Regions from separate parts of the Mus musculus genome. Here regions 1, 2, 3, 4 and 6 are each linked to region 5. The links are chromatin contacts, called in public promoter capture Hi-C maps. All regions are on one chromosome and are shown on one strand. Each heading gives the region's core, a stretch centred on a gene start, on an enhancer-like site or on the middle of the called end of the contact. The rest is flanking DNA. Distances are from core to core; before and after follow the strand shown. Region 1 holds the start of Pck2 (phosphoenolpyruvate carboxykinase 2 (mitochondrial)). Region 2 holds the start of Rnf31 (ring finger protein 31). Region 3 holds the start of Carmil3 (capping protein regulator and myosin 1 linker 3). Region 4 holds the start of Pabpn1 (poly(A) binding protein, nuclear 1). Region 5 holds the start of Zmym5 (zinc finger, MYM-type 5). Region 6 holds the start of Rabggta (Rab geranylgeranyl transferase, a subunit).

Region 1 (4,859 bases), core at 1,084-3,583, 1.3 Mb before region 5:
AGTACAGGAGATACAGATGCCACCAACAACCCATTCATTGGCCTCAACTATTAGTCTACGTGTTCCAGTATGATTATACACCCATGACAAGTTCCACAGTACAGTCTGGGATGCACGTGGGAAATTTGTCTTTAATCTTCCAGGAATTTGATCTCTCCAACATTAGCTGGGTGGATGCTGGTGTCAAGTATGCTGTGGGGTCTTCACTGTTGTGAGGAAAGGTGGGGTGACTGGGAGGATGGACCCAAAGGGACATCATCTCTGCCCTTTCTGTTTGTGATGGGTATGGACCAGGAGAGGTACAACATCTCATTCAAGTTTGTCATCAATGCCCCCTGTTCCACAGTCTGCTTAGCAATCCCTGGCCCAAGGTCATCCATCAAGGGATTTATGACTACTGTCCTCTAGAAGACCTTGGATCACACACAGATGCGCGTGTGCGCACGCGCGCGCGCGCACACACACACACACACACACACACACACACACACACACACACCGAAAAGCTGTGCTGTGATGGCCATGGGCTACCCAAAACATCCCTTCATTCCTGGTACAGCCAAAGCTGTGGGCAAAGGTCATGCCTGAGCTGAACAGTAAGTTCACTAACATGACCTTCTCTGTCCCTACTTCCACTGTGCGTCCTGGATCTGACATGCTGCCCAGAGAAAACTGCCATCTGGGAGATGCCAAGAGGTGTGGTGACACATACCTTTAAAACTAGCACTTGGGAAGCAGATTCTGCATTCAATGCCAGTTTTGTCTACATAGTGAGTTCCAGGACAGCCAGACTACATAGGGAGACTGTGATTCAAAAGTAAATACAGACATGCAGATATAAGAAGGTGATGAGGCACCGGGTGTGGTGGCACATGCCTTTAATCCCAGCACTAGGGAGGCAGAGACAGGCGGATTTCTGAGTTTGAGGCCAGCCTGGTCTACAAAGTGAGTTCTAGGACAGCCAGGGCTACACAGAGAAACCCTGTCTCAGAAAAAGAAGGAGGAGGAGGAGGAGGAGGAGGAGGAGGAGGAGGAGGAGATGATGATGAGGCAGGCATTGAAGCATCCTGGGCTGATATAGGGACCAGTTGCCTCTTGAGACTTTAACAGCAACATCCATTCTACCTTTGATAGTGGTACTAGCATTGCTCTCAATAACCACTTTATCAAGCTCATATCCAGGTATGACAGATAATTTGGCTACAGCAACAGAGCAGTGGACCATTTAGGTCCACACAGTCCTCTAAGGTCCACATGGCCTCCAAAGAATAAGAAACTCTGGACCACCTACCCCAGCAAGAGTAGGAGAGGAAGAGAGCCCTTGGCTGTTTAGGGAGACCCTGCCATAACTCAGGCTCCACAGCACTGAGCATCTCTGCTCACAGTTTCCATCCTAACCCCCAAAAGAAGAAGGGGTTTTTAAAGAAGCCCTCAGACAGTCTTAATAAAGACCACTGGGGTGGTTAGGGGACATCTATTGATCTTTGTCTCACTGCTCTGCCTCTGCCTCAGGCAGGTTGGTGCTTTGCATTATCAAGCTGACACCCAACAGAACCCAACTTAGACTCTACAGACTCAGCAATCCAGCAAAAAAAGGAGCTCATGTCCAAAGGTTAGAAAAGGTCTCAGACAGGGATCCCATGCCCCCGTCTCTGAACATCCTGATTGCTGTGGCCAGGGTGTGGGCCACACAAACTGGCCCTAAGAGAAGCAAGGTCAGACCCACATGATCTGATGGTTCTCCAAAGAAAGTCACAGTGCTGCAACCAGAAAGAGGATTCTGAGCATCATGGATGCGTTGAGTTTGGGTTGGTACAGCATTTGAATACCCAATGGTCTCAAGTTGGAATGAAATGTTGAGAAATTACACAAGGACTCTCTTTGGGATTAGGTGGGGGAGGGCATTAGAGGACCAAGGATATGTCTGTAAGCCTGAAACACCCCACCAATTCCATGGTGCTAGAGGAAACTCCCTTGATAAGAAGCTGGGCACGGACAATAGTTTGGTTTTGTTATTATTTGAGGACTAAGGAGAGCTTAGTTAGCATCTGGGACCCTGGAAAAGAAAAGCCTGAGGCTAGGAGTGCTCTGGAAAAGCAAACCTAGACCTTGAGGGTTTAGGCATCTTGTTATCCTGGGCTCCCCAGCCCTGGTCTCATCCCTCACTCTTAACTTGTTTTGCATTCGACATCTCTTGGTTGCTTTCTCTAAGGAGCAACAGCCTTCAAAGTTACATCAGTATCTTACAGCGTGGCTGGCCGAGTGGGCGGATCCCAAATTGAACTCCGGCCTCCAATGGCTTGAGGATGTGATGACTGTGGGGCGGAGGCTTCACCCAGCCCGGGGCCTTGAGCCCGGGCTAGTGAGCCGGCCTACAGAAGGGCGAGAGAACCAGCTAGGTTCCGCCCCGGGGACTGCCCGCCTCCTTTTTAAGCGCCTCCCGCCCAACCTCAACTCCCTCTGGCTTTGCTATGCTCCTTCCTTCCCCGCCTTCCTTGTCTCCCCGACTGCGCTCGTTCCTGTGGCCATCCCGCAGCGCCAGTCCAGGTGCCATGGCTGCTATGTACCTCCCCGGCCTGCGGTGAGTGACCCATAGCCCGGGGCCCACTCCGCGCTCCACCTTCCGGGCTTCCTCCGCTTGTTTCCCATCCTAGGAAGAGACTGGCAGGGTGGCTATTAATCAGTGTGGGTCTCACGGTGGTGCATCCCCCCCCCCCTCCGCATTCCCATCCCCAGCCATGCCAGGTTTCCTAGCCAGCCTCTGTGCTCTTCTGTCCCTCCCTGCGGCTTGTGTGCTGTTCTAGCTGCCACTCGCAACCTCCTCCCCCTTCTCCTTTGCCTTCCTGAGCCCTATCTCTGCAAATGCTCTACTTAGCAGATGTAATTCTTTCAGACCAAGGGCTCCTAGTCCAGCTTTCAGTGTGTGAGTAACCATTAAGGCCTTGAGGCCATAGGGTTTGAGGCCCCGGGGACCCGAGCTCAAAGCTCCCTAAAGACGGTAGAAGGTAAACATCACTTGCAGCCTCCCTGAGAACAGAACGGAACCTGGCACGAAGCCCAGTGAAGCCTCTGGGGACTAGGGGGGGAGGGAGACAGGGAGGGAGAGAAGGAAGGAAGCAAGCAAGATGGGAGGAGGGCAGACTGCCTTTTTAACTTGGCCGGCTTCCCCCAGTAGGTCCTGGACCCCAGGCTTGTCCTGGCTGGCTCCCCCTGCCCCACCCCCCATACAACCGGGCCTCTTCTCCGTATACCCCTCTCTCCATGGTCTAGGATGTAAAAGAGTCTAAACTGACTCCTTATCTCTTCTTCGCAGTTTACTTGGTTAATCCATGTGAGAGTGGTCTATGAAGGATAGAGAGAAGGTCCCTCTCAGGGGCGTGCAGGAGAATTGGGGTGGGGCTGGGAGAAGCTGTGCTTCCCATAAGACAACTGGAGCCAATACCTGGGGATCAAAGCTTTCAGGATCATGCATTTAAAATTAATTTCTCAGGGAAACTGTCATGTGCAGAAAAACACACAAAGAGACCTACCTTGCTGTGCCCCCACCCCCTGGGGCCACACAAAGTATGCTGCCTTTTTTGTCTTCTGGAAAACACCCCACCCAGGCCCAAACTCCCACATCCAAGAGCTTTCTCTTCTCCCTTCCCAGGCAATGTAGCCTGTGTTCTCAGGTTCTGACCCTACCATCAACCCCTAAGGCTTCTAAGGAGAGCCAGGGAATGCACAGGCCCACACCATCGAGGCCTACTATGGGTTTCTGGCAGGTGAGGCCTGGCATGTGAGAAGGGTAACTACATCTCTTTACCTTCTTTTGTCCAGACCAATCACAGCAGACCCTACTATCTTCCAGGAGGGTAGCAGGACAAACAATACAGAGACTACCCTGCCCTTCTAGGAATCTAGGCATGGACCAATGGCATTATTCTTCTTGATCCAGTTTTCCCTATGTTAAAACATCCTTGGCTAGTCCACCCTTGTTGACCCAGGTGAACAGAGGCACTACCTGAAACCCCAGCATCCGTTGTCTTCATTCGAGAATCCTAACCTAAAGCCTGGCTGGCACTGGGAGAGGGCTTTACCATCTGGAGCTATGCCTTCTGTTGGAGGCATTTACACCGAAGGAGACAGATAATAGTAGCTGCCATTTGAACATCAAAACTGATTGAAAAGGCCATGGAAGAGCTTCTTTAAGATTGCTCATGAAGCTCTCATCTGGGCAATTTTCTTCACTCTTGGACCAGAGGCTTGACTGCCTCTCCTCCCCGATGGGAGACACAAACCTCATAAAAGCCACAGATACAGGTAGTCTGAACTCACTCCACATACCCACCACAACCCAGAACCTGGTCTTATGGTGCCTGCAACCAGACACACTTTGGTACTCCCCAGAGGTACGGCTTTCTGCCCCACTCACCAATGCTTGTCTCCCATGATAGCCACTGGATGGTTGACTCTCTGTTTTGACTCTGATAGGCTTAGCCGGCACGGGCTAAGGCCCTGGTGCTGGTCACCGTGCCGTAGCATCCAAACCCTGCATGTGCTCAGTGGAGATATGAGTCAGCTGCCGGCTGGAGTTCGAGACTTTGTGGCGCGCAGTGCGCATCTGTGCCAACCAGAGGGCATCCACATCTGTGATGGGACCGAGGCTGAGAACACTGCCATACTGGCCCTGCTGGAAGAACAGGGTCTTATCCGCAAACTCCCCAAGTATAAGAACTGGTAAGCCTTGAAACTAGCAACCCCCAAGATGAAGGTTACTGCTTAGACTGAGGTCCCTCTGGGTTCCCCAAGACAGATATTTCTAGACCACATCAGTGGAATGAGCCAGAATGGGAGCTTCAAGGGAAAGTGGAACGGGA
Region 2 (4,642 bases), core at 318-2,817, 1.2 Mb before region 5:
CTCAAGACTCTCGTATGAGGAAACCCTAGCCCTGGAAATAAAGGGACTTGCCCAATCTCATGAAGGGCAGAAGTAGGGCTATGGGGTTTTCCCTTTGGGCGACATCTTTACCTTTCCATTCAAGGGGAGTGGCAAAAGCAGTTAAGAGTTCTAAGATTGATCAGATTACAAGTAGAAACAAATCATTGCAGTTCACCTTGAGTAAGCATGAAGGTTCGGAGACACCAAAATTAAGGTGAACTGGTGGGTTACTCAGAGCTTGTGGCCCTAGAGTTCTGCACTAAGACTCTGGGTTACATCGACTGAATTCAGAGACTTACCTCCTGGAAAAGATTTTGTCTGAAGACATCCACCTGCACAGACAGAAGTAGCCGGATGCTGGTTAGGGTTTAGTTTGTATAGAATAAGGGCCCACTCCCAACCTAGGTGCCTTCCAACTCTAGCCCAAACCTGTCCCACAAAGCTAGTTTCCCCCTGGAGGAGCCTGCTCAGTGCACAGATTGGCTCGAGGACACGGCACTGGCAATCCCTGAGCAGAAGTGAAAGAAAGCCCTAAAGAAAGAGAGGCCGGTGGAGTTCGCTCGCAAGGCCCCATTGGTGCCCAGGAGCACCGAGCTTTATCTCCGTTAGGACTTCTCACTCCTTCCTGGCTTCGGTTCCCATTTACCTGTTTTCGGGCTTCTCCACTCAAGCGGACCCCACAAGGCTTGGCCATGCTTCCCCCCACTTGGCAGCTCTCGAGCCTGGGCTAGCAGCCCCAGCTTTCGCTTTCACTCTCCAGGCCCAGACCCACCCCCCTCAGCCACGCCCCCTCCCTTTTTTCTCCTCCTCCTGGCCGGCCACCAACCGTGAGTAGTACCCCCTCAGCCATTCCCAGCTAGTTGCCACTAGGAAGGGCGGTGTTGGCTTCATCATCAGGGGCTGTCCAAGGGAGGAGCTAGGAAAGCGTGGGACGGCGGAGACTCAAATAGAGGCGGCCTCTCGAGAAGGGCGGAGCTTATAGTATGGACCGTCCAGGGGAAGTACTGGACTGAGAGAGGGTGGGACAATAGGAAAGGGGGTACCCAGAGGTGGGGTTCCATGACGCTAGACTGAGGAGGGGACCAAGTAGGATCCGAGAGAGTAGGAAGGATAAGAAGGAGGAAAGCCTGGCAAGATGGAAGGGAGCAGGACGAGCGGGACTGCCTTCCCTTCAGGACAGACTAGAGAAGGGAGGAGCCCGCCTGAGCCGGGCTAAGGGCAGCCAGAGCCGGTCCCCGATAAGGTGGGACTTCCCCGCCGGGGAATGGAACAGAACCAACACTATGGAAATAAAGATAGCAAAGCTCTGGGCAAAATTAACCCCTCGCATGGGAGGTGGGTCCCTCCGGAAGGGGCGGGATAGTTTAAGGGAAGGCGAAGAAGAGAGCCTGATTCGGAAGGAAAAGGTTCCGTAGCATTATGGGAGGAGCCCGGGCCGCGGCTTCTTCATTGGCGGCGACCTGGCCACCCTTCCTGATCTCAGCTTTACCGTCACTCCGAACCCTCCTTTTCCTCTAAAGTGGCCCACAGTCCCGCCCTCTCTGCCAGGACTTCCTGTTCCCGGTAACCCTGGCCGTGGATGGGGCTGAGCGGGGCGGTGGCTTAAGTGACCCGGGCTGCTGTGGCGCCGCGCGCACCTGCGCCAGCCCCTGGAGGGCAGAGAAGCTGAGCCTGTCTCCAGTCTCAGGATGCCGGGAGACGAGGAGCGAGGCTTCCTGGCGGCCCGCGAGGAGCTGGCGAGCGCCCTGAGGTGGGATTCTGCGCAGGTTTTTCCCCTGGAGCAGCTCATGCCGCTTCTGGCCACCTCTCTGCCACCAGCCGCCCGCTACCTGCAGCTGGACGCCGGACGCTTGGTCCGCTGCAACGCTCATGGGGAGGTGAGGTCAAGCCCGCCCGGCGCTCCATGGAAGGGGACCTAGGCTCAGAGGCCAGGTGGGCTAGGCTCACGACTCTGCTTTTCTGAATGCTCCCAGCCTCGAAACTACCTCAACACCCTATCCACGGCCCTGAACATCCTGGAAAAATATGGTCGCAACCTCCTCAGCCCGCAGCGGCCCCGGTATTGGCGCTCAGTGAAGTTTAATAACCCCGTCTTTCGCAGCACGGTGGATGCTGTGCAGGTGAAACTCTTGGACCTTATCGGAGAAGGGGACTAGACCTGTGCTTAGGGTTGACCAGAAAGGCTTGAGGGTGTGCTGAGTGGGGGACCAGCTCTATTGCCTAGGAGGTCTGTTAGATGGTGACCGGGTCCTGAATGTGTGCCAGGGTGGCCGGGATGTACTACGGTTGTATGGCTATACTGAGGAGCGCCCAGATGGATTGAGTTTCCCCGAAGGGCAGGAGGAACCAGATGAATACCAGGTTGCTGTTGTCACACTAGAAGTACTGCTGCTTCGCACCGAGCTCAGTTTGCTGTTGCAGGTGAGATGACCTTCTGATTCTAAGGATTTTAAGTACTTGACTGGGAGCCCCAAGGCACGTTGAGACACCCCCACCCCCGTGCAGGGAAATTCTGTTGCTGCAGCAGCCAGCCTGGAAGCTTCTGTTACACTTTCTCCCTCTGGAATGTTAGGAGATCAGGGCTTACAGGGAGAACGTTGTTCAAGGTGGGAATTCTTTTCATCATCTTGTTTGCAGAATACTCATCCCAGACAGAATGCACTGGACCAGCTGCTAAGAGAGAGCGTTGAAGATGGTGTAAGGAAGGCAGGAAGGGTGTTGTTCATGGAACACGGGGGGGGGGGGGGGGGGCTGAGTTTATGGGATTCTGTGCCCCCAGCACTTTGCCCACGCTCCGCTTGCTTTCTCAGATGCTGCAGCTTTCAGAGTTTCACCCCCTTCTGAGGGAGATTGTTCCTGGCCCCCGCCCCTCTGCCCAAGGTATTGTATGCTTCTTTACGGGAGAAAAATATTAGACTGAGTTGGTGCAAATGTAGGATTTTCTTTCCTCTTGTATTTGTTGTTTTTTTAAGATTTATTTATTTATGTATATGAGCATTGTATTTGCACATATGCCAGTGTGACAGAAGAGAGCATCAGATCCCATTACAGGTGGTTGTGAGCTACCATGTGGGTGCTGGGATTTGAACTCAGGACCTCTGGTGGAGCAGCCCGTGCTCTTAACCACTGAGCCATCTTTCCAGCCTGTATTTGTATTTTATTTCAAGAGATGAAAGCCCCCCTTCCCCCCCACACACCATGGGTCCAGATGTTGTAAAGACTGTTTTGTGACTTCCCCTAACCCATAACAAAATTTTAAGTGTAGCCTGGTCTTTCCTCCTTTAATATTACTTTTTAGTAGTGGAAGGTGGGTGGGTAGATATGTGCATGTAGGCACAGGTGCCATGGAAGCCAGAACCGATCCCTCTGCGGCTGGCATTACAGACCATGTTGAGCTGCCCAACACAAGTGCTGGGAATCAAGCTGCAAGGGCAGTACTTGATCTTAACTGCTTAGCCATCTCACCGACTGTGTAGCCTGGTCTTTTTAAAAAGGCTACTCTGGGGGTTGAAGAGACGGCTCAGTGGTTCAGAGCACCTCTTGCCATAGTTCAATTCCCAGCATCCACTTGGTAGTTCACAGCCATTCTTAAGTCCAGTGCTAAGGGATCTGGCCCTCATTTGAATTCTATGATGCATGTGTCATACAAAATAAAAAGTAAATAACTTAGAGAGGGAGTGGGGTGGAGAGAGAGAGAGAGAGAGACACCAGACATGGTAGGTAGCTCACACCTTTAATCTTTAGTCTTAGTCCTGGGGAGGCAGAGGCAGATGGATCTGTGAGTTTGAGGCTAGTCTGGTCTACAGTCATTTGCAAGCCAACCAGCCAGGGCTACATTGTGGTGAGGCGGGAATAAAGGTGATGCTTGTCTTTCTGTGTTTGGCTTGTCTTGCTCAATATGGTATCTTCCAGTTTTGTCCATTTTCCTTTCTATAACAAGATTTTGTTCTTTGTAACTAATGCTCCAGCGTGCGTGTGATTACAGAAGTTGCCTTTATGTGTAAACGTCTTCATTTGCTTGTTGATAGGTCCATGACTCCATATCTTGGCTGAGTATATATGCTTGTTAAGTTTTACACTTTTGGTTTCGTTTTTCCAGGCTCCACTCCTGGTCCCTGTTTCCTCTGTGGTTCTGCCCCAGGCACACTGCACTGTCCAGCCTGTAACCAAGTCTCGTGCCCAGCTTGTGACATTTTGTTCCATGGGCATCCGTCCCGTGCACATCACCTTCGCCAAGCCCTGCCTGGGTCCCACCAGACTGCCAGCCTGAGCTCTAGGTGAGAGGCTTTCTCTTCTTGGGGAGAGTGAAATTAAGAAGGAAATTGAAGATTACTTGAGTATCTATTATGTGTCAGGTTCTCTATGGAAGGGTGTCTTACAGAGAACAGCCCCCCTAGGAAGTTATAGATATAAACACTAAGCAAGTAGCAGCCACTATAAGACAGATTGTTATGATACACAGGTTGGCAGTAGATGGATACAGTTTTGTCTGAAGGATCAGAATTTTAAACACCTAGCATGATGTTAAGAGATTGCTTCCTGGAAGAAGTTGTCAATAATCCATCATTTAATTATTGACTCATATGGGGATGAGAGTGTTCCAGACAAAACAGCAATCAGA
Region 3 (4,589 bases), core at 1,340-3,839, 1.3 Mb before region 5:
AATCCCACAACCCAAATAAAATCACTGCGAAGCTGTCCTGAGGCCAGACTGTGCCTGTGCGACTTGCTCTCTTCCCCAGTGGGCTGGCTGAAGCTCGCAGACAGTTTTGCTAGGTCTCCATTGTTCTAGGTCCACTGCCTCTCTCTGCCTTCCGGCTGCTCTAGCTTGACCCCTCAAGGGCAAACGCTGGCAGTGCCTACCTCTTCACTAGTCCAAACACTCCAGACTTCCTCAAGTCCTCCCAAAGTCAAGCTGAGGCTAGGCATGAGCTTTAGGCTCGGTTAACAGTATTGCCATCCTAGGACCCCAGTGAGTCATCTAATCCTAAGCATCTGAATCCCGGCTGCACGTTTGAAGCATCTAGAGGAGCTTTCAGTAGTGCGCCTGCTTACTGCACCCTTCCAGGGTCTCCTCTTTAACTGACCCATGGTAGAATTTATACATCTTTTACCTTTTCTTTTTATTAACCCTTCCGGGTGACTACACTGTGCAGAGAGGTTGGAGAAACACTAGGCCTTTCTGTCCCTCACGCTGACACCCCTAGAACATACAGAACCACGGTACAAACTGTGTGATTTAGCACATCCTTATAAAACAAATGTGTTGATAAGAGGACAAAAAATAGATTGCTGAAGAGGATCTTTACACTGAACCCGTACAAATGAAACGCCTCGGTCATGCCGTTTCCTATCAGCACCGACTCTCTGACACTCAAATAGCATATTTACATGTTGAAATCATTTCTTTTGAAACATCAAATAATTGTTCACCATTTTATCGGCCTGACTTTGCATTCTGGTATCTAAAAACAGTGTTTCTATATTTAAATATAACATGGTTTTGCAAGATACAGTATTTATGCATCTATAAATTATAAGCACCTAATCATAATCACCCTATTTAATAGGCAAAAAAAAAAAAGGTTGTACACTGGTTCTGAGAAAAATCACCTAATTTTTTTTTCAATTTTTAAAATACATATGGGTGTTTTGCCTACATGCGTGTCTGTGTGCCACACATGATCCTGGTGCTCCTGTCCCTGTAGGGCAGAAGAAGGCATCACACACCCCTGGAATTGGAGTTTTGGACCGTTGTGAACTGCCGTGTGTGTGTGTGTGTGTGTGTGTGTGTGTGTGTGTGTGTGTGTGTGTGTGTGTGTGTGTCCTGAAACTTAAACCTGGGTCCTTTGGAAAGCAGCTGGCCAATGCTCCTAACTGCTGAGCCTTCTCACCAGCTCCCACCTGATAATTCTTAAGCAAATTTCATGTCCTGTGAACCAGATGAGAGAGGCTAGCTAACCTATTTGACAATTGCTTTCTCCTTGTCTCCTGTTTCCCAGGCTAGGCAAGCCAGAGGATTGTGCTGGCATAGTTTCCTTCTTATGCTCTGAAGACGCCAGTTACATCAATGGAGAGACCGTAGTAGTGGGGGGAGGAACCCCTTCTCGCCTCTGAGGACCCAGAAACAGCCTACCAGGGCAGGTGTGTGGGGCGGGCTCAGTCCACCTTGCCTCTGTCGCCCTTCGTTGCCACCACCTAACATCTTGTTCACCTCACAAAATCAGTTCTGCCCAGTGATAAGTTCCTGCTTTCCCTGTGGTCGAAGTGTGGTCAGATGAGCATCCTTGCTGTTGCTATGGCCTTGAAAACGGCTTTGGGGAGGGGGCGGGAAGCTGGGGGATAGGTAGTGGGAAAAGGGCTTGCTGAGAAGACTGTGGCTACTTTAGTGAAGATCAAATCCCTCTCATCCTCGCCTCTGGACACTTTGAGGAGAGATAGAAGGGACAGACCTGAACAGAGATAGAAATTAACAATTTACGTATAAGGTACAAATAAAATGAAGATGATCGCGTTGCTCTGAATCAGTGCGTGTTTATTTCTCAATGTGAGGTGCTTAGTGTATCTGAGAAGTCTAAGCAGTGCTGGATCTCTGAATTCTCCCTAGCCCTCCTCCCTATCTCCAAGGCCTGAGCTTGCCGCTCAAGGGTGGTTACGTCTGCCTGCCACGGAGCTGCTTGCCAGCTGTTGGGGGAGGTAGCTCGGGAACTCCCAGGTGCTACTCTTAGCCTCACACCCCCAGGGACGGTGCCAAGGACGCCACGGGGATCCCCGAGACTAGACTAGCGAGCAAAAAAAAAAAAAAAAAAAAAAAAAAAAAGAAGAAGAAGAAGAAGAACTAACTCCCTCCCGCACGTTCGGACAGGTCTTTTTGCAGCATCGTCCTTGATTCAGAGTTCCCTCCAGGGTCAGCAAGGACGAGCTGGACCGTTCCTGAGCTGGAAGGAGTGGGAGGGCGGGGCCATACAAGAATGACCCGGGGAGGGGTACCGAAGCACATAAACAAAGAAATTGAAGAATTCTGCTTCGGGTGGCCGAGGCGTGGGTGGCACGCCAGTAGAAACGCTGCACCCCGCCCCTGAGATAGCTCGGACACCAGGCGCCGCGCTCCGGGCTTCTCACGAGGTAGTCCGCGGGAGGGGTCGTCGCGAGCGCGCGCGGGGTCTCACGCGGCTCGGAAGCTCAGCGCGCATGCTCCATTGGCCAACTCTCCGGGAGGGGCGGGAGACCCAGAGCTCAGTAGCCGGGGGGGAGGAGCGCTCGCGCAGCCGCCCCTGACGGGAGCGGGCTCCGCCGCTACTGCAGCGCTCAGCGCCGGGCCCTGCCGGAGCCGGGACTAGCATGTGCGGCGCCTCTCGGGAGGCGGCGGCGGCGGCGGCTCCTCTGCAGCAGCAGCGGCGGCGGCGGCAGCAGCAGCGGCGGCCGCCATGGCCAAGGCCAGCGTGGAGCTCACCCGCGAGCTGCAAGGTACGAGGTTGCCTTCATCTCCGGACACCGGGTCCGCGAGCATCGAGACCCAGTGCTTTCCTGCGGTACACCCCAGCCCGGCGCCTCCCGCCCCCTCACGCATCCCTCGCTCTTAGGCAGTCCCTTCCTCTGAATCTCTAGACCCAGCTTTGCTTTCCGTGGAGCATCCTTCTCTGCCCCACTCGCCTCACCCTATCAGAACCTTCCTGTCCCGGAGCCGCCCGTCCCGCTCTTTGGTGACAGGAGCAGTTCCCTGGCGCTCTTGGGGGCTGATTCTCAGCGTTCTTGACCCACCCCTCTGCAAAGCATCCAGTCTTCCCTCCGGAGAGTCCCAGCTTTCTCCCACCCTCGCCGGGCGGGGCCAGGCGTTGGGAGCTGCCCCTGGTCCTGACTGCTGCTTATCTCAACACCCTCCCTCCTCCCGGCCCCGCCCCGGAACTGGCCCTAGAGAGGCCCCTAGCGCCTAGGCCAGTGGGGCATAGGAGGGGAGTCCAGGCAGAGGCCCCGACTGAAGCTAAAACCAAAAGCTAGGTTTCTGCGGCTCATTTCCAACAGCCCCCGTCCCAGCCTGCCCCCTTCTCCTCACCCACCATCCACACACATCTCAAGAGCTCTCTGGACCAGTGATTCCCAGATGTTTTTCCTCTAATTACACCCCCCCCCAGACCCTCCAGCCCTGCCACAACCCTGATCCTCAAAGGTAGGAGCACAGGCTAGCCCATGCAGAAAGCAGGACGCTCAAGGATACTCAGAGCTCTATTGCACTCTGGAGATCTCTGACACCTACACATGCACAGTCACGAGATGTTTGTACACACACCTTACAGAAACTGCACACATCTATGCACACCACACCACACCACACACACACACACACACACACACACACACACACACACACACACCACACACACATAATACTTGGATGGGTCTGTCAGAAAACGGATATGGGCTCACTGGAACATTAAACCCTTCTCTCACCCCACCCTCCTCACAAGAACTGTCTGGCACCGGTCCCCTTTCATATGCAAGCCAGCACTCATTCACACTTTCCTATCCCCACAAATGCCATACTCGGTTCCCTGCCATCATCAGAAGACAGGCATGCAGCCATAATAAAAAACAGATTCTCATACCCCAGAGCACCTAGGGTACAGTCAAGGAACATTCCTATCCTGGACTCCCAAACCCCTACAGAGAGGGGGGAGAGGGAGGGAGAGAGAGAGAGAGAGAGAGAGAGAGAGAGAGAGAGAGAGAGACTCACTGCATATGTGTTGATGGTTACTATAGTGCACGGGTGGGTGGGAAAATCCTTCACACCTTCAGAAGTGTAAGACACGTGTTCCCACAGACAGTGCCACTCAGCAACTGTCCCCTGACTCAGGGACACCAGGAGCCAGAGTTTTCTCCCTACTTTCCTCCCATAACAAAGTCACCAAAAAAAGGACCATCTCTGCTCCATACATACCTCCCTGTCTAGTACGTACGTGTCTCTGTTTCTCTCCTCTCATCTGTCTCTCTCTCTGGAGAGCGGAGTCAGGGTGGTAGGGGTAAGAGAAAGTTCTGAGCAGGTCCTACCCATCTGCAGACAGCATCCGGAGGTGCCTGAGCCAGGGGGCTGTGCTCCAGCAACATCGTGTGAAACTGGAGACAAAACCCAAGAAGTTCGAAGACAGAGTGCTGGTGAGAGCATCGGTCCCGGGGGAGGAGAGGAGACAGGCAAGGGAGGTGGGCAAGAGAATCAGCTGGGGTGGTGCTGAGGAGACAAAACCTAAGGGAGAGGGC
Region 4 (4,756 bases), core at 1,671-4,170, 1.9 Mb before region 5:
ACATACATAGAAAAGTAGTAAGTCTTTCAAAATAGCATAAGGCTTCAAGTCATATGTCATCACTGACCAGTGAAATATAATGCAAGTCACAAAAAGAGTTTTACATTTTTCTAGGGGCCTCATTAAAAATTGAGAGAGCCTTTAATCCTAGCATTTGGAGGTCAGAAGCCATAGGATCTTACTCTGTAGCTATGTAGCTCACTATGTCCTGAAACACACTATGTAGATAAGGCTGACCTTGAACTCAACCTGTCTCTGGGCCCAGCCCCCCCCCCGTTTTTTTTTTTTTTTTTTTTTTTGAGACAGGGTCTCATGTAGCCCAGGCTAGCCTCAGCTTTCCTATATAAGTGAGGCTGGCCTCGAACTCCTGATGCTTCTGCTTCCCCACCCCCCAAGTGTTAGGAATTCAGGAGTCTGTTATGTTATCACACCTAGCTCTGTGGGATATTTTGTTTTTTAAAGATTTTAAAAATGTATACGTGTGTGGGAGAGAGTATGTGCATGTGTGTTAGTACCTGTGGAGGCCAGAAGGTGTTGGATTCGATAGAGCTGAAGTTACGGGTGGAGTGAGCATGTAGGTGCAGAGAGCTGAACTCAGCTCCTCTGTAAGAATATCAAGAGCTGTGGCTTTTGAGACAAGGTTTCTCTGTGGCCTGGCTGTCCTGAAACCCAACCTATAGACCAGCTGGCCTCAAACTCACAGAGATCCACTTGCCTCTGCCTCCCAGTGCTGGGATTAAAGGCGTGTGACTCTAGTTACTCACTGTGCAGACTGGCCTGGGACTCCTGGTTGTTTTTCTGCTTCAGCTTCTCAGGTGCTAAGATTACACATGTGTATCACAATGCTGAGAGGAAAATAATAACCTCAGCATGCTCCTCGGGTAGGAGGATCTCAGGTGTAAGGCCAGACTATATAATACAGCCCTGTCTCAAAACAAAAACAAAAACAAAAAAAAAACAAAAAAACCAACCAAACAAAAAAACACACAGCCGGGCAATGGTGGTGGCGCATGCCTTTAATCCCAGCATTTGGGAGTTTAAAGCCAGGCTGGTCTACAGAGAGAGATCAAGGAAAGCCAGGGCTACACAGAGATCCTGTATCAAACAACAAAATTCAATCTAAAGGATTTAGGGGAATATGGTTTTGCAAAGGTTATTTAACAGATGGGTGTGGCAGCACACACCTTTATTCCCAGGGTTTAGGGAGTAGAGGTAGGTGGGGTCTGTGTGAGATTAGGTCAGCCTAAACTATAAATTGAGTTTCAGGCCAGTCAGTCAGTCAGTTAGATCCTGTCTCCAAACACCACCATCATCACACGAAGGCATTTGGTAATCACATTTCCCTTAGTTAACCTTGCTTAAATTGGGTGCCAGCAAACCCTTCAGATTTTGAATTGGCTGGAATCGGTGTAAGGTTCTTTGGAACGCATTTGGTGCCTGACTTCGGTGATCAACTTCAGTTCAGATGGATCCGCAGCAAGAGTGCGACTCTGCTTCCAGCTCCCAAGCTTCTGAGGTAAGGCCTGCAACTGTGGGGTCAATCAGCTGTGCTTCCGACTTTGCTTTTGCCCCACTCCCCTGGTGCGACCAAGTTAGCCATTTTGATTGTGCTTGTATGAATCTATCCCTCAGACTTGTAGTTTGGTCTGTCTACAAAAAGTCCGTCCTCTTGCAGATTTAGCACTACTGTTCTTTAATTTTTATAAATGTGTGGAATTTCTTCTGGAGTGTGGGTATCATACTATCGTCTCCAGGGCCAGATCTCATGGTTATTTGAAGGTGCAGAGCTGTCTTGAGAATTTGCATGGAGAATTTCCCCCAGTGGTCTTCAAAGTGGTTTGGAAGCTAGGAAATTACACCTAGAAGTTGCAGTCACCCAATAATCACACAAATTTGCGGATAGAAATATAAACAGGACTTGGCCCCTTGTCTGCGGGCACTCTGCTTAGCTAGGAAGGAGCACAGAACGGTTAAGAGTGCAGTGGAAATAGGCCCACTTGTCTCAAGATAAAATGGGAAACCTGGTGGAAGGCATTCTCACTGAGGTGGTCTGGTTTAGGAGAAACTGCACATATGGGACTAAAGCTGTGAACCTCGGGTAAACCGGGGAAAGTGTGGAGACCATACTTGCAAACTAGCCCTAAGTAAGGAATTTTTGACACGTCAGCTGGCCAAGAAAAAGAGGGTGTTGTAATAAGTTAGGCAAGAAAACTGGCTGAATCTTAGTCTAAAACAATAACCTATGCAGAACAACGGGACACAACTCCTAGTGGGAGTGAGGTTTGCTGATCCTTACTTTTTTTTTATTTTTGAGGTTACTTTTCTATGTAGTGTTGACTGGCCTGGGAACTCATTCTGTAAGTAGTCTAGTTTTGAACTCACAGAAATCTACTTGCCTCCGCTTTCTGAGCGCTGGTATTAAAGGCGTACGCCACCACACTCCGCCTAGGAATTCCCTAGTTTTAAGCCAGGCCATCCTTTCGAGAGCAAGGTTCACCTGTCGCACAACGGGTGTCTGCCCGTCGAATCCCATAAGCCAATCGGCATCCAAGAATGGGCCACTTCGGTGAGGCGTTTGGAAGATTGGTCCTTTTCGCCTCACCAGTCAGAGGCCAATTGCGGAGCATCCTCCATGTTGTGGGCCCGCCCATGGGTGGAGGATGAACGGAAGGTCGTCACAGTGCGGGCGTATTGTTACCTAAGGACTCAACAGGAGGTGGGGTGTGTTGATTGACAGGCATATTTCACCTACCGGGTTTAGAGAATTTGGCACAGTGGCCCGCCTTAGAGGTGGGGCCTCGTTTGATTGCCAAGTAGAATTCCCCAATAGTATTCGAGCTCGGGGTAACGGGCAGGCTGACTGACTAATGAATCCTCGGCGTGGCCGGCTCAGTTCTCCAATCGCCGATCGGCGGGCCCCAGTCTGAGCGGCGATGGCGGCGGCGGCGGCGGCGGCAGCAGCAGCGGGGGCTGCGGGCGGTCGGGGCTCCGGGCCGGGGCGGCGGCGCCATCTTGTGCCCGGGGCCGGTGGGGAGGCCGGGGAGGGGGACCCGGGGGGCGCAGGGGACTACGGGAACGGCCTGGAGTCTGAGGAGCTGGAGCCTGGGGAGCTGCTGCCGGAGCCCGAGCCCGAAGAGGAGCCGCCCCGGCCCCGCGCCCCTCCGGGAGCTCCGGGTCCTGGGCCCGGCTCGGGAGCCCCCGGCAGTCAGGAGGAGGAGGAAGAGCCGGGACTGGTTGAGGCCGACCCCGGCGACGGCGCCATTGAGGACCCGGTGAGGGGAGGAGGGCGAGCGAGCGGGCCGGGTCATGGGAGGCCCAGAGCACGGACAGGAGGCAGGCAGGCGGGGGGTGGGGTTGGGCGGGGAATAACGTGGCTGGTGGCGGGCCGAGGCCGTTCGTGAGCGGCCTGGTGGGGCATCATGGGTGTCTAGGGTGGCTCTAGAGAAGGTAAATTGACTCTTTTCATTTTTTCTGCGTGTTTTTTTTAAATAATATTTTTTATTTCAATCACGACCCTCGCACGAGGCGAGGGAAATGGCCGAGCACGGCTGTGGCCGGGCCCAGACAAAATGTACGGCACAGCCCCTGCGTCTGGTTAACTGCATGCCCTGCTCATTCATTGTAGGAGCTAGAAGCGATCAAAGCTCGAGTCAGGGAGATGGAGGAAGAGGCTGAGAAGCTAAAGGAGCTACAAAACGAGGTAGAGAAGCAGATGAATATGAGTCCACCCCCAGGCAATGGTGAGTAGATCGCCTCATGCACGCACAGTCCGGATCTTTGGTTGATAGGGTAGTGGGGGAAGACTGCAGCGTGGCAGAAGCCGGGGACCTTGAATGAAGCTGCTCGTCTGAGCAATTTTTTCTGGGCAGGTGCTGTGGTCATAGTCCATTACGTGTTCTACTGACCTTTGTTAGACACAAGCCGTTTTGGTGAAGAGATAGTCTTGTGCCTTCCTTTGTCTCATTTATAAATGTGTTTCTCTTTGTTCTTAGTTTGTCTGTACCCTTCTTGGGGCGATTATCAGCTGGCATTTGACCTTCAAGTCTTAACACTTTTCAGTTGGAGACCCTTTAGTTAGGACTTAGGAACTGACTGGTGGCTGTAAGGGAGGGAGTTCTTTAAAAATGTTAGATTTCAGTCCATTCTGTTTTGTTTGCTTTGAGGCATTTCAGCTAAAGCTGAATAGAGACTCGACTTGAAAAACGTAAAATCTTAACACCGTTTTTTATGGTCTTTTAAGAGGTAGTTTCTCTAATGTATATTGAAACCTACTATGTGCTAAACACTGTTATAGGTAATTGGTATAGTAGAAGTATACCCAAAATTTAGCCTGCGGGTGGAAGTGTGTGTGTATTGATCGAGCAGAAGATGTGCTTGCCTAAGGTAATTTTTTTCCCCTCTAAAAGCTGGCCCAGTGATCATGTCTCTTGAGGAGAAGATGGAGGCTGATGCCCGCTCTATCTACGTTGGCAATGTATGTATCAAGGAATAGTCTGCTTTGGGTTTTGGGGGGGACTTTTGTTTCTTATTCCTTACTTTGTTATGTGTTCAAATTGGAGTTTCCCCAGTACTTGTCAAGTGTTCCTTTCCTTAGGTGGACTATGGTGCAACAGCAGAAGAGCTGGAAGCCCATTTTCATGGCTGTGGTTCAGTCAACCGTGTTACTATACTCTGTGACAAATTTAGTGGCCATCCCAAAGGGTAAGTAGGAGGATAAGTTGAGATCATTTTACTCACATTTTAAAAATACGTGAAA
Region 5 (4,769 bases), core at 2,222-4,721:
TAAAAGGCACGGGCAGGCGATCTCTTGAGTTTGAACCCACTCTGGTCTACAAAGTAAGTTCCAGGACAGCCAGCACTATACAGAGAAATAGCCATGCTCTTTTTTGTGTTGACTGTGTATGGGTGTTCTGGGCTACAGGGAGAGACTAGCTGAGCCCTCTCTGCACCCTCTGGCTTTGAACTTTTAAAGCAGGGGTTCTCAACCTATAGGATGAAACACCTTTGGTAAATCTCTATCTTCAAAAATATTTACAACTCCTAACAATAGCAAAATTACAGTATTAAGTAGCAACAAAAATAATTTATGGTTAGGAGTTACCACAACACGAGGAACTGTGATAAAGGGTCAAAGCATTAGGTAAGTTTGGAACCACTGTGGGTTTTGTTTGTTGTTGTTGTATTTTTTTGGGACAGTGTTGTTAGGGTATACTATGTGAAGGTATGTCCCTGTATATTCAGTCATTCATTTTGTACTGGCAGAGAGCTAAATGCTGGCAGGATCTGGGAACTGTTAATTCTATGGCCCATCACTAGTCTCATGTTCTGTAAATATTCCATCTTCCTCACCTGGTCAATAGTTGGGCAGGAAGTGGAAGGTGGATCTTCCAGGCACCTAGCGCACAAGGAAGTAAACAGACAGACCAAAGTTGAGTGTAAGATGTAGATCTGGCCACACAGAAGGAAATAATGCCAGGAGTAGTCAGGAGACTGCTCAGCAAAAGAATGGAGCTTTAAAATATTAATAAACCCTTGAGTTATTTATATCTTTGGTGGGTCCAAGATAGTCCCACTATACAGGTCTCTCTGCATAGTAGTCCTGGCTGTCCTGGAACTTGCTCTGTAGACCAGGCTGGCCTCAAATTTACTGTCTCCCAAGTGCTGGGATTAAAGATGTGTGCTACCACAGTCTGGTGAGAACCACTGTTTTAAAGTGTATCTATTTTTCAAATTGCTTATTTAATTCTGTGGGTGTTCCTGAGTGTATTTATGTGCATCATGAGCATGTAGGAAGCCTGAGGAGATCAGAAGAGGCATCAGGTCCCCTGAACTGGAGTTAGAGACTATTGCAAGCTGTCATGGAAGTGCTGGGACTCAAGCCCAGGTCCCTCACAAGAGTACCAACATGCTCCAGCCCCTCAGTTGCCTTTTTCAATTTCTCTTCCAAGACAGGGTTTTGCTGTTTAACTCTGGCTGTCCTGGAACTTGCTCTGTAAATGCACCCACACCCAGTGCAACCTCCAATCTTAACAGGCAGACAGAATTCTACAGTCTGACACTGCCCTAACTTTAAAACGGTACATCTGATGGGGACTGGAGTGATGTCTCAGCAGCTAAGGATATCTACTGCTTTTCTAGAGGACCAGAGTTCTAATCCCAGAACCCAGCTGATCCTAGAACATAACTACATGTACCTCCAGCTCCAGTGGACCCAACACCTTCTTCTGGCTTCCTCAGGAAGGATGGAAAGAAGGCAGGCTCTCTCTCTCTCTCTCTAAATATTTTTTAAAAGTAAGAAATACATGTCTGGGGGCTGGAGAGATGGCTCAGTAGTTTAGAGCACCGGCTGCTCTTCCAGAGGTCCAAAGTTTAATTCCCAGAGACTACACAGTGGCTCACAACCATCTGTATGAGATCTGGTGCCCTCTTCTGGTGTGTCTGAAGATAACGACAGTGTATTCACATATATAAAATAAATAAATCTTTAAAAAAAAAAGAAAGAAATTAAAAAAGAAGTGCATGTCTACGAAGTACTATATAAGAAATCACAGTGCTGGAGAGATGGCTCTGTGGTTAAGAGCATCAGCTGTTCTTCCAAGGGACCAGGGTTTGAGTCCCCATACGCCTAAGTGCAGTTCATAACTTGCTGTCTAGTTCTAATGGATCCTCTACCTTCTTCTGAACTTCTTGAGCACTGCAGCCAAGTGGCACACAGATATACATGAAGCAAAACACCTATATATGTAACATATAATCTTTTTAAAACTGAAAAACAAAAAACCCTTGTAATTCGTTTGTCCTCCATCTTAAAACATGTCAGTAATTTTTAAAAATATTTAATCTTTATTTAAAATAACTGTTTAGTGTGGGCTGAAGAGATGGCTCAGTGGTTAAGAGCACTGACTACTCTTCTAGAGGTCCTGAGTTCAATCCCAGCAACCACATAGTGGCTCCCAACCATCTATAATGGGGTCTGATGCCCTCTTCTGGTGTGTCTGAAGAGAGCAATGGTGAAAACATTTTAAACAAACAAACAAACAAGCTTTTTCAAAAATAAATAACTGCTTAGTGGTTTAAAAATACAAGAAATTAAAGAAATCTCCTAGAAAGGAACACAAAAATGTTAAGTGCACAGCATCTTATGACTAAGAACATAGTCTTATTTAGGAATCTGAGAAGACAGCCATGTTAGTAGTACCCACTAACACACTACAGATCACACTGGCTTGGCTTTCTCAGCAGAAATCACTCAGGCAGCAACTCTTCACTTCGACAAAATAGAAAAGTCTATCCTAGTGGTTTAAGCAGGAAAGCTACGCAAAATGACTCACAATGGAGATGTTTTCCTTATTCCTGTCAAATCCTTCACCAAAGTAGCTTGAAGATCCTAGTATAAAAAGAAATTTACAAACAAACACCCAAAACACATACATACAGTGAACATCAACAGCTCCGAGGTAGCACCAAACCCTGAACGCCAAAGGAAATAAATAAGTCAAGGTGAAGTTATTCCCAAGCTGTTCTACCAACCTTCTCCAAATAAACAATAGATCAACTAAACGACAGCAGGCCAAGCTCATATGTTCTTTCCAGTTTCAGAATTATGAGTAGAGCGCGCAGCTGAGTCGAAGAGTAAACGCGTCCTCGAATCTAGAAAGGGATTCACATTTCTCCTAAGTAGTTACCACTCAAGTACAAATCCGACCCGGGAGAGGTTCAACAATTGGGTCCCATTTGCCGCAAGCACTTGATTAGGGCCTAACTCCTCAGTAGCCCGCGACAGGCACCAGGTCAGCCATTAGAAACTGGCTCAAATAAGATTAAAAGCTGCGACAGACCGACCCAAAAAAAAAAAAAAAGAGAGAGAGAGAAAACGCCGCGGGACGTAAGAGGACGCCCCTTAACACGGAAAACTTGGGGTGTCGGTTGAACAGACAGGGTGGGAGTGCGGCCCCCGGGCGGGAGGGCCAAAGGGCCCCTCCCCGACCCGCCCGCCCGCTCGCAGCACAGAAAGGAAAACACTCTTCGACCTCCGGCCGCTGCCGCCCGCACCCGGAGGCTCTCGCGCTCCCCGCCCCGCGGCCGCCTCACCCAGCCAGCCCTGCCGCGCCCGCGCTCCCTCACCCCTCCGGCCGCACGCGAAGCCGCCCTGGACATCAGCGCGGCCCCCAGCGCACCCTCAGGCCCCGACGCAGCAGCCGCGACACCGGCCGCCGCGGGCTGTTAAGCCCGGCTCGGTGGGAGGCTCCCGACGCTGCCCTCACCCATCTCCGCCTCCCCAGTCGCCCCCGCCTCCGCCTCCTCCTCCCGAGGCTGCGCTGCTCCCAGCCACCCCCACTCTCCGCGGCCCTCGACAGGAAAGACGGCGGGGAGAAGCCTCACCGGGTTCTGGCTGCAGCTCCGCGGAACGAACCTCCCCTCCCCCGGCCCACCCCCCTTCGGCGACACGCACAACTCCGCTCGGTCCAGTCCCGGCTTTAGCGCTGGTGAGGAGGAGGCAGAGGAGGCGGTGGCACGGCGGGGCCCGGGGAGGCCCCGCCCTCCGCACGCTCATTGGCTGATGGCGTGGGCGGCACGGAATGCCTCGGGCAGGCTCCATTGGCCCAGTCGGCCTTCTTTCAGGACCCTCCTCGGTGAGGTAGTCACGGCGGCTGTCCGTCAGACCTGGGCCACGCCCTCGGGCCTGCCGGCCCCCCCCCCCCCCCCCCCCGCCGCCAGCCCCGGGCTGGGCCGGCCCTCCCTCTCTTCCGCCCTCCCTCCGTGCCCCCGCCCCGCCCCCACTCGCGGGGTCTGCCCGGGTCAGGAGCCCGAGTGGCGCTGCCCGCAGTTCGGCTCGCGCTTCGGCCCTGGGGGCGGGCGATATTCGTCGAGGCTTCCGGTGGGCCCGGGATCGGGACACTGGGTCTCGGCCTCCAGACGGTCGCCACGGCCCTTTGCGACTCTGCTCGAGGAGAGACGCGGCCTCGATGTCCCGGCGTCCTCCCTGTCCAGGCCCCCAAGACCCCGGCGACTGGCGAGCCCGGCAATGCCTGCGGCGGACCGAGGGGGCGAGCCCGGCCGCGGCCGCAAGGGGACTGGTGCGCTGGCGGCCGTGCAGGCGCTTCCACCTTGCCTGGCCCGTGGGAAGGGTGTCCCACCTCCGCCATGGCTGCGGCGGGAGGAGACGTCGGCCTCCATTTTGTGGGATCTGTTGGGAGAACTTGGGGCCCATCAGAACCGAACCCGTGGGGACGAGAAACTTGGCCCGGAACGAGTCCGATCGCGCTCTACCATAGGCCTTGTCCTCGGCCGCCAAGAGTTTGCGCGCCGAGATTGCGGCGGGGCCACAGGACAGTGGTGACCCCAGACTGCCGCCGGGCAAGATGGAGCCCCGGGCTCCCTTAGCGGGCTCGCGCCCCTGGGACCTGGGCTGTCTGGCCTTGGCCGTCGGTGCCTGGCCGAGCACGCGCTCTCCGGCCTGCCCGGCGCCTGTCCTCCACGTTTGCCGGGCCTCGGGCCATCGCGTGCCCTTCGCTTCATCCTGGCTCCGTGGGCAGTGACCCTCTAATGGGA
Region 6 (4,378 bases), core at 1,222-3,721, 1.1 Mb before region 5:
TTACCCCGCCCCAGGAGCCAGCGGTGATAGAACCAGGCACTCTGATCATTGGGGTCAGTAAAGAAGGCATTCTGCACCAACTCCAGCTCTGTGGGGGCCAGGAAGGTTGCGTCAGCATGGTAGGATCCCAACTCTCTCCAGCCCAAGCGTCACACAGGAACTGCGTGTGTCAGTGAGGAGGAGGAGCTAAATAAGGTGGTGCAGAGCGGGGCTAGGCAGCCATCAGGACTGGGTGCTCCTGCAAAATCCTTGCCAGGATCCTCTAGGCCACTGGTCCTTAACCTTCCTAATGCTGCAATCCTTTAACACAGTTCCTCATGTTGTGGTGACCCCCCCAACCATAAAATGATTTTCTTTGCTCCTTGCTGACTGTAATTTTGTTACTGCGATGAATCATGATGTAAATACCTGATATTCCTGATGGTCTTAGGCGATCCCAATGAAAAGGGTTGGTCAACTCCCAAAGGGGTCGCAAGCCACAGGTTGAGAACTGCTGGTCTAGGCCCACTCACCTCTCAGCAGTACATTTTCAGGGAGCCGTCCCTGGGGGCCAGAGTCTGGCTGGGGGTGCAGCTGGGGCAAGAGGCAGGAGCGATAATGCCAGGAAGAATAGTTGGAGAAGTTCCGGGTGATGAGGCTGTCAGTGAAGGCTAGTTCCTCTGCAGGCGCGACAGCAGCCTGTGCAGCTACAAATCGCCGATAGTCCCAGCAATGAACTAGAGAGGTTGAGGGAGGGAGCCTATCTCAGACGCAGGACAAAGAGGAGCTACTGTACTGACGGCCCCCAGAATTCCTCAGAGAGCCCTAGCAATTCCTCCATGCAAACTACATAGACTGCTCCTATACATACATCTGGTTCCGCCATCCCTTTCAGCACTACCAGGATGCTGGTGCTAGATCCTGTGTATCCCTCCCCGCTCTGAGGACCCAGTACCAGGATGCGGGGCCCATGAGGTTTGTAGGGACAGGACTGTGGACACGTACAGTTCCGCTCATCGGCCTCGAGGAAGCGAGCGCACAGCTCCAGCTCCCGGGCCCAGTTGGGCTCAGGCAGGCGACTCAGCAGCCAGCAGCGGTGGTGCCAAGTGCCATAGGACTTAGGGTTCACACGCAGACAGCTCTCAAGGAAGCCTAGTTCTGCCTTCACAAGAGCAGCCAACTCCTCAGGGGACCTGGACCCCAAGAGAAAGGGGGGTTAGAGCCTTCCAACATCCAACCCCAACTTGTCCCTCCCTTCTTGTATCTGGTCCCCCTACTATCCTATCTCTATGCCCGGCTACCCCAATCCTCCTCCAGTTCTGCACCCAGGCGAGGGCCAGGGCAGAGACCTGAACTACTACATACTTCTGGGTTTCTAGCTGCTGGAGCACTTCTCTGCGACAGTTCCAGAGGGTGGCAAAATCAGGGTTGGCTCCCAGAATCTGGCTTGTCAGTTCTAGGACGGATTCATCCAGCTCGCCTGCCTCCCGCTGTGAAGACAGGTTATAGGGTCAGGGACCACAGCCTTTCCCCAGCTCTAGGTTAAACATTATAAACTCTGAACCAGTCAATAGTGGCACTATGCAACAGGTACTGTGCAAAACCTTACATGGCCTAACAGGTATTTTCTCACTTAATCTTTGCAATACTCGTACACAGGTTGTGCAATCATCAGCTCCATTTTACAGATGAAGGCAGTTCCAGTGACTCGAACAAGGCAATACAGCAACAACAGACAGAATCAAAATTTGGATCCCTACAGTTTGACTCTAGGGTCAAGCTTTTGGTCTTTGTATTATTGGGGACTACCTCCGAGGGCCCCACCTTCTGGAAGACAGCTTGAGTGGCTGACTGGTAGAGCTTTAGCTTCTGTTCCCGCTCTAGCCTTTTGGCCTCTGCCTGCTCTTCGGACGTCTTCACCTTCAGGCGCCCATGCTACCAGGGATATGAGGATAGGATAATATGAACGCCGGTTGCCTCGCAAGGGCAGTCTTGCAGAAGCCCGGCCGAGATAGCCACGTGGGATGAGGGCATGGGCATGCAGGGGAAAGGGGCTGAGCTCAGGGTTCTCACCATGGTTTCGGCTCAGCGTTGGCGATAGGGGAGGGGTCCGGAGGCAGCCCGTTCAATCTGCCGAAAGAGATGTCAATCACAGAACCCCGCCCACACGGCCCCGCCCCCCAGGTGTTTCCCGGAAGCTGCCAGCAGGCCCAGGATAAGGATCCCCGTGAGTTAAAAGGGGGCCGGCGGCTGGCACTGTGAGGTCAGGAGGAAGCGCTCACCACAACCACGGCCTCCGTCCCCACGGATCTTTCCGAAGCCCCACCCGTCAGGGCCGAGGCACACGCCGCGCATATAGAGAGCAGTGCCCGCCCGCCCGTCCGTCCGTCCCGTGGACCCTTGCACCCCCTCCTCCACCGGCGAACTCACCTGCTCAGGGAGGAGGTGCCAGGACGTGCAACTCCGGCCGCCACCGAGTCCCAGTGTGGCTAGAGCGGCTCCGTGCTGTGTGAGGTGCGGAGACGAGGCGCTGCGCCCCCTGCAGGCCTGGCTCTTCCCATTCGCAACTCAAACTGCAGCCTTGAAGGGACTGGTATCGGCTCAGGACACCCCAAGACCAAGTTTTCAGGACAAAGGAGCTTTATTTGCCCTAGAGGGACGAAGTATAGGAATAAGAGACAAGACAGGAGATGGAGAAGGGGAAAGAGAAGAGGGGAGGGGGGGGACGGGGGGGGCAGGTATTTCTCTCGAAGAGGGGACAAAGGACTGTCTTTGAATAGAGAGGAGACAGGCATGGCCCATAGGAGAGTGGCAGTTTATAAAGGTAAAAGGGGAAATCCTGTGTTAGGATGAGGTGAATAAGGGAACGGATCTCGGTAGCTAGCTTTAGGAACTCAATCTAACGTTTTTAGCAAGACAGAGGGAGTGGAGAGAAGGGCAAGGCCTGACAGAGCCATGTTTGCCAAACTCAGGCTGGCTAGAGTCCCTTTCCAGGCTAAGTGAAGAAGTTTCTCCAGCAACCTGCTATCAGCGAGTTCTGGCTGCCAAAAGTTCTCGGTTTCCTTCCTGTTCTCTTGATTTCATCTACATTCATGGTTACTATATGGCACCCAAACCTCTCTCCAGTCCAGACGTCCACAAGCATAATGATAGTGACAATTATATAGCAGTATATGTATTTGTTGACATGGTCAAAAGCTAGAGGCAGTGGTGCTGTTTGTAATGTTCAGCTTCTCAGGGGGTCGACACAGGAGGGTCTAGAGTTTAAGATAATAGTGAGGTTTCTAATTTTTTTAAAAATTGAGTATCACTGGGCAGTGGTGGCACACTGCCTTTGATCCCAGCACTCAGGAGGTAGAAGCAGGCAGTTCTCTGAGTTAGAGGCCAGCCTGGCTTACAGAGCGAATTCTAGAACAGCCAGGGCTACACAGAGAAACCCTGTCTAAAAAACCAGAAAGAAGAAAAATGTAGTTTCGCTTATATGTCCTAGAGATATTTCAAACTCTAAAAGCTAAAAAAGAGTCCCCCCCCCCGTCTCCCCCCTCTGAGTGCCAGCTTTATCATCATTGTTGCACTAAGTGGCAGTGTTCTCAAAGCTTTTTAGTCTCTTTAATAACCATTCAGTGCAGTTGCCACTAAGGCTGTTGCAATGTTCTTCATCCTGTGTTCTCTCTACTTTCATTCACCGTGAGCCATGGAGACAGATTTAAAGTATCCACTACCTGCCCAGCCCTTTTCTAGGTCCTCTTTTAGGTAACGTATTCTAGAAGAAAAGAGATGCTTCTTCTGGCCTTGTGTACTTCAGTCCCAGTGGGGGAAACAGCTGAGTCACTGGTTATCTTTGCTCCTGGCACTGTGATGGGAGCTCTGTATTTTTAATGCATGTGAGCGCGCGCGCACACACACACACACACACACACACACACACACACACACACACACACACACAGAGGACCACATGTGGAAGCCAAAGCAGAGTGATTAAAAATACGTCTCAGCCTAACTTTGTGGCTCACACCTGCAATCCTAGCACTTGGGAGGCTGAGGCAGGAAGGCCCTGAGTCTGAAGCCAGCCTGGGATATGCACTGAGATGTTAAGTGAAAAAGTTAAAAGGCTGGATTGGATGTCTTAGAGAACACCTGTAACCTCAAGGCATGGGACAAGAGAAAGAACCCCAAGTTCAAGGCCAGCCTGGGTTAGAAAAGGAGTTCCGGGTTAGTTTCTGCTATGTAATCTCAAAAACAAACGAAGAAACAAACAAAACAAACAAACAAACAAAAAGCTCCAACAACAAAACAATCATAGAAGAAAAATTTATCTAGATGCTTGAGTTGATGTTGTGATTAAATAAACTACCGGTGTGAAGTGCTTTGAATAATGACTATATTGAATAAATAC

The links. Promoter capture Hi-C pulls out the DNA fragments that hold promoters and counts their contacts. Capture Hi-C pulls out chosen DNA fragments and counts their contacts.
Region 1: a promoter capture Hi-C map of liver shows a contact between it and region 5, with 6 times the contacts expected there. The contact joins the promoter of Pck2 here to the promoter of Zmym5 in region 5. A contact is called at or near these places in 2 of 39 promoter capture datasets (liver and pre-B cells).
Region 2: a contact with region 5 is called in a promoter capture Hi-C map of adipose tissue. The contact joins the promoter of Rnf31 here to the promoter of Zmym5 in region 5. A contact is called at or near these places in 2 of 39 promoter capture datasets (hippocampal neurons and liver), 1 of 484 Hi-C or Micro-C datasets (B cells), 1 of 115 datasets of contacts at active chromatin or transcription factors (astrocytes) and 1 of 9 other capture datasets (adipose tissue).
Region 3: a promoter capture Hi-C map of liver shows a contact between it and region 5, with 4 times the contacts expected there. The contact joins the promoter of Carmil3 here to the promoter of Zmym5 in region 5.
Region 4: a promoter capture Hi-C map of liver shows a contact between it and region 5, with 7 times the contacts expected there. The contact joins the promoter of Pabpn1 here to the promoter of Zmym5 in region 5. A contact is called at or near these places in 2 of 39 promoter capture datasets (liver and pre-B cells).
Region 6: a promoter capture Hi-C map of hippocampal neurons shows a contact between it and region 5, with 6 times the contacts expected there. The contact joins the promoter of Rabggta here to the promoter of Zmym5 in region 5. A contact is called at or near these places in 3 of 39 promoter capture datasets (the HPC-7 cell line, hippocampal neurons and liver).

Annotation. Positions count from the first base shown.
Region 1 is chr14:55,537,933-55,542,791 of GRCm38.p6, forward strand. Pck2 (phosphoenolpyruvate carboxykinase 2 (mitochondrial)) reads left to right here and starts at 2,334. Exons shown (of 10, transcript NM_028994.3): 1 at 2,334-2,581; 2 at 4,474-4,719. The coding sequence starts at 2,553.
Region 2 is chr14:55,590,175-55,594,816 of GRCm38.p6, forward strand. Rnf31 (ring finger protein 31) reads left to right here and starts at 1,568. Exons shown (of 21, transcript NM_194346.3): 1 at 1,568-1,898; 2 at 1,995-2,141; 3 at 2,287-2,442; 4 at 2,659-2,718; 5 at 2,832-2,901; 6 at 4,121-4,298. The coding sequence starts at 1,710. It overlaps Psme2 (proteasome (prosome, macropain) activator subunit 2 (PA28 beta)), which reads right to left and starts at 847. Exons shown (of 11, transcript NM_011190.3): 1 at 668-847; 2 at 321-353. The coding sequence starts at 715.
Region 3 is chr14:55,488,480-55,493,068 of GRCm38.p6, forward strand. Carmil3 (capping protein regulator and myosin 1 linker 3) reads left to right here and starts at 2,590. Exons shown (of 40, transcript NM_001374104.1): 1 at 2,590-2,804; 2 at 4,393-4,487. The coding sequence starts at 2,765. It overlaps Dhrs4 (dehydrogenase/reductase (SDR family) member 4), which reads left to right. Exons shown (of 8, transcript NM_001037938.2): 8 at 1,340-1,861. The coding sequence ends at 1,454.
Region 4 is chr14:54,891,223-54,895,978 of GRCm38.p6, forward strand. Pabpn1 (poly(A) binding protein, nuclear 1) reads left to right here and starts at 2,921. Exons shown (of 7, transcript NM_019402.2): 1 at 2,921-3,272; 2 at 3,626-3,740; 3 at 4,407-4,474; 4 at 4,595-4,701. The coding sequence starts at 2,934.
Region 5 is chr14:56,807,993-56,812,761 of GRCm38.p6, forward strand. It overlaps Zmym5 (zinc finger, MYM-type 5), which reads right to left and starts at 3,472. Exons shown (of 8, transcript NM_001253753.1): 1 at 3,342-3,472; 2 at 2,748-2,867. 2410022M11Rik (RIKEN cDNA 2410022M11 gene) reads left to right here and starts at 3,997. Exons shown (of 1, transcript NR_152252.1): 1 at 3,997-4,769.
Region 6 is chr14:55,719,792-55,724,169 of GRCm38.p6, forward strand. It overlaps Rabggta (Rab geranylgeranyl transferase, a subunit), which reads right to left and starts at 2,472. Exons shown (of 17, transcript NM_001360387.1): 1 at 2,410-2,472; 2 at 2,053-2,109; 3 at 1,804-1,914; 4 at 1,345-1,469; 5 at 985-1,172; 6 at 513-716; 7 at 5-88. The coding sequence starts at 2,055.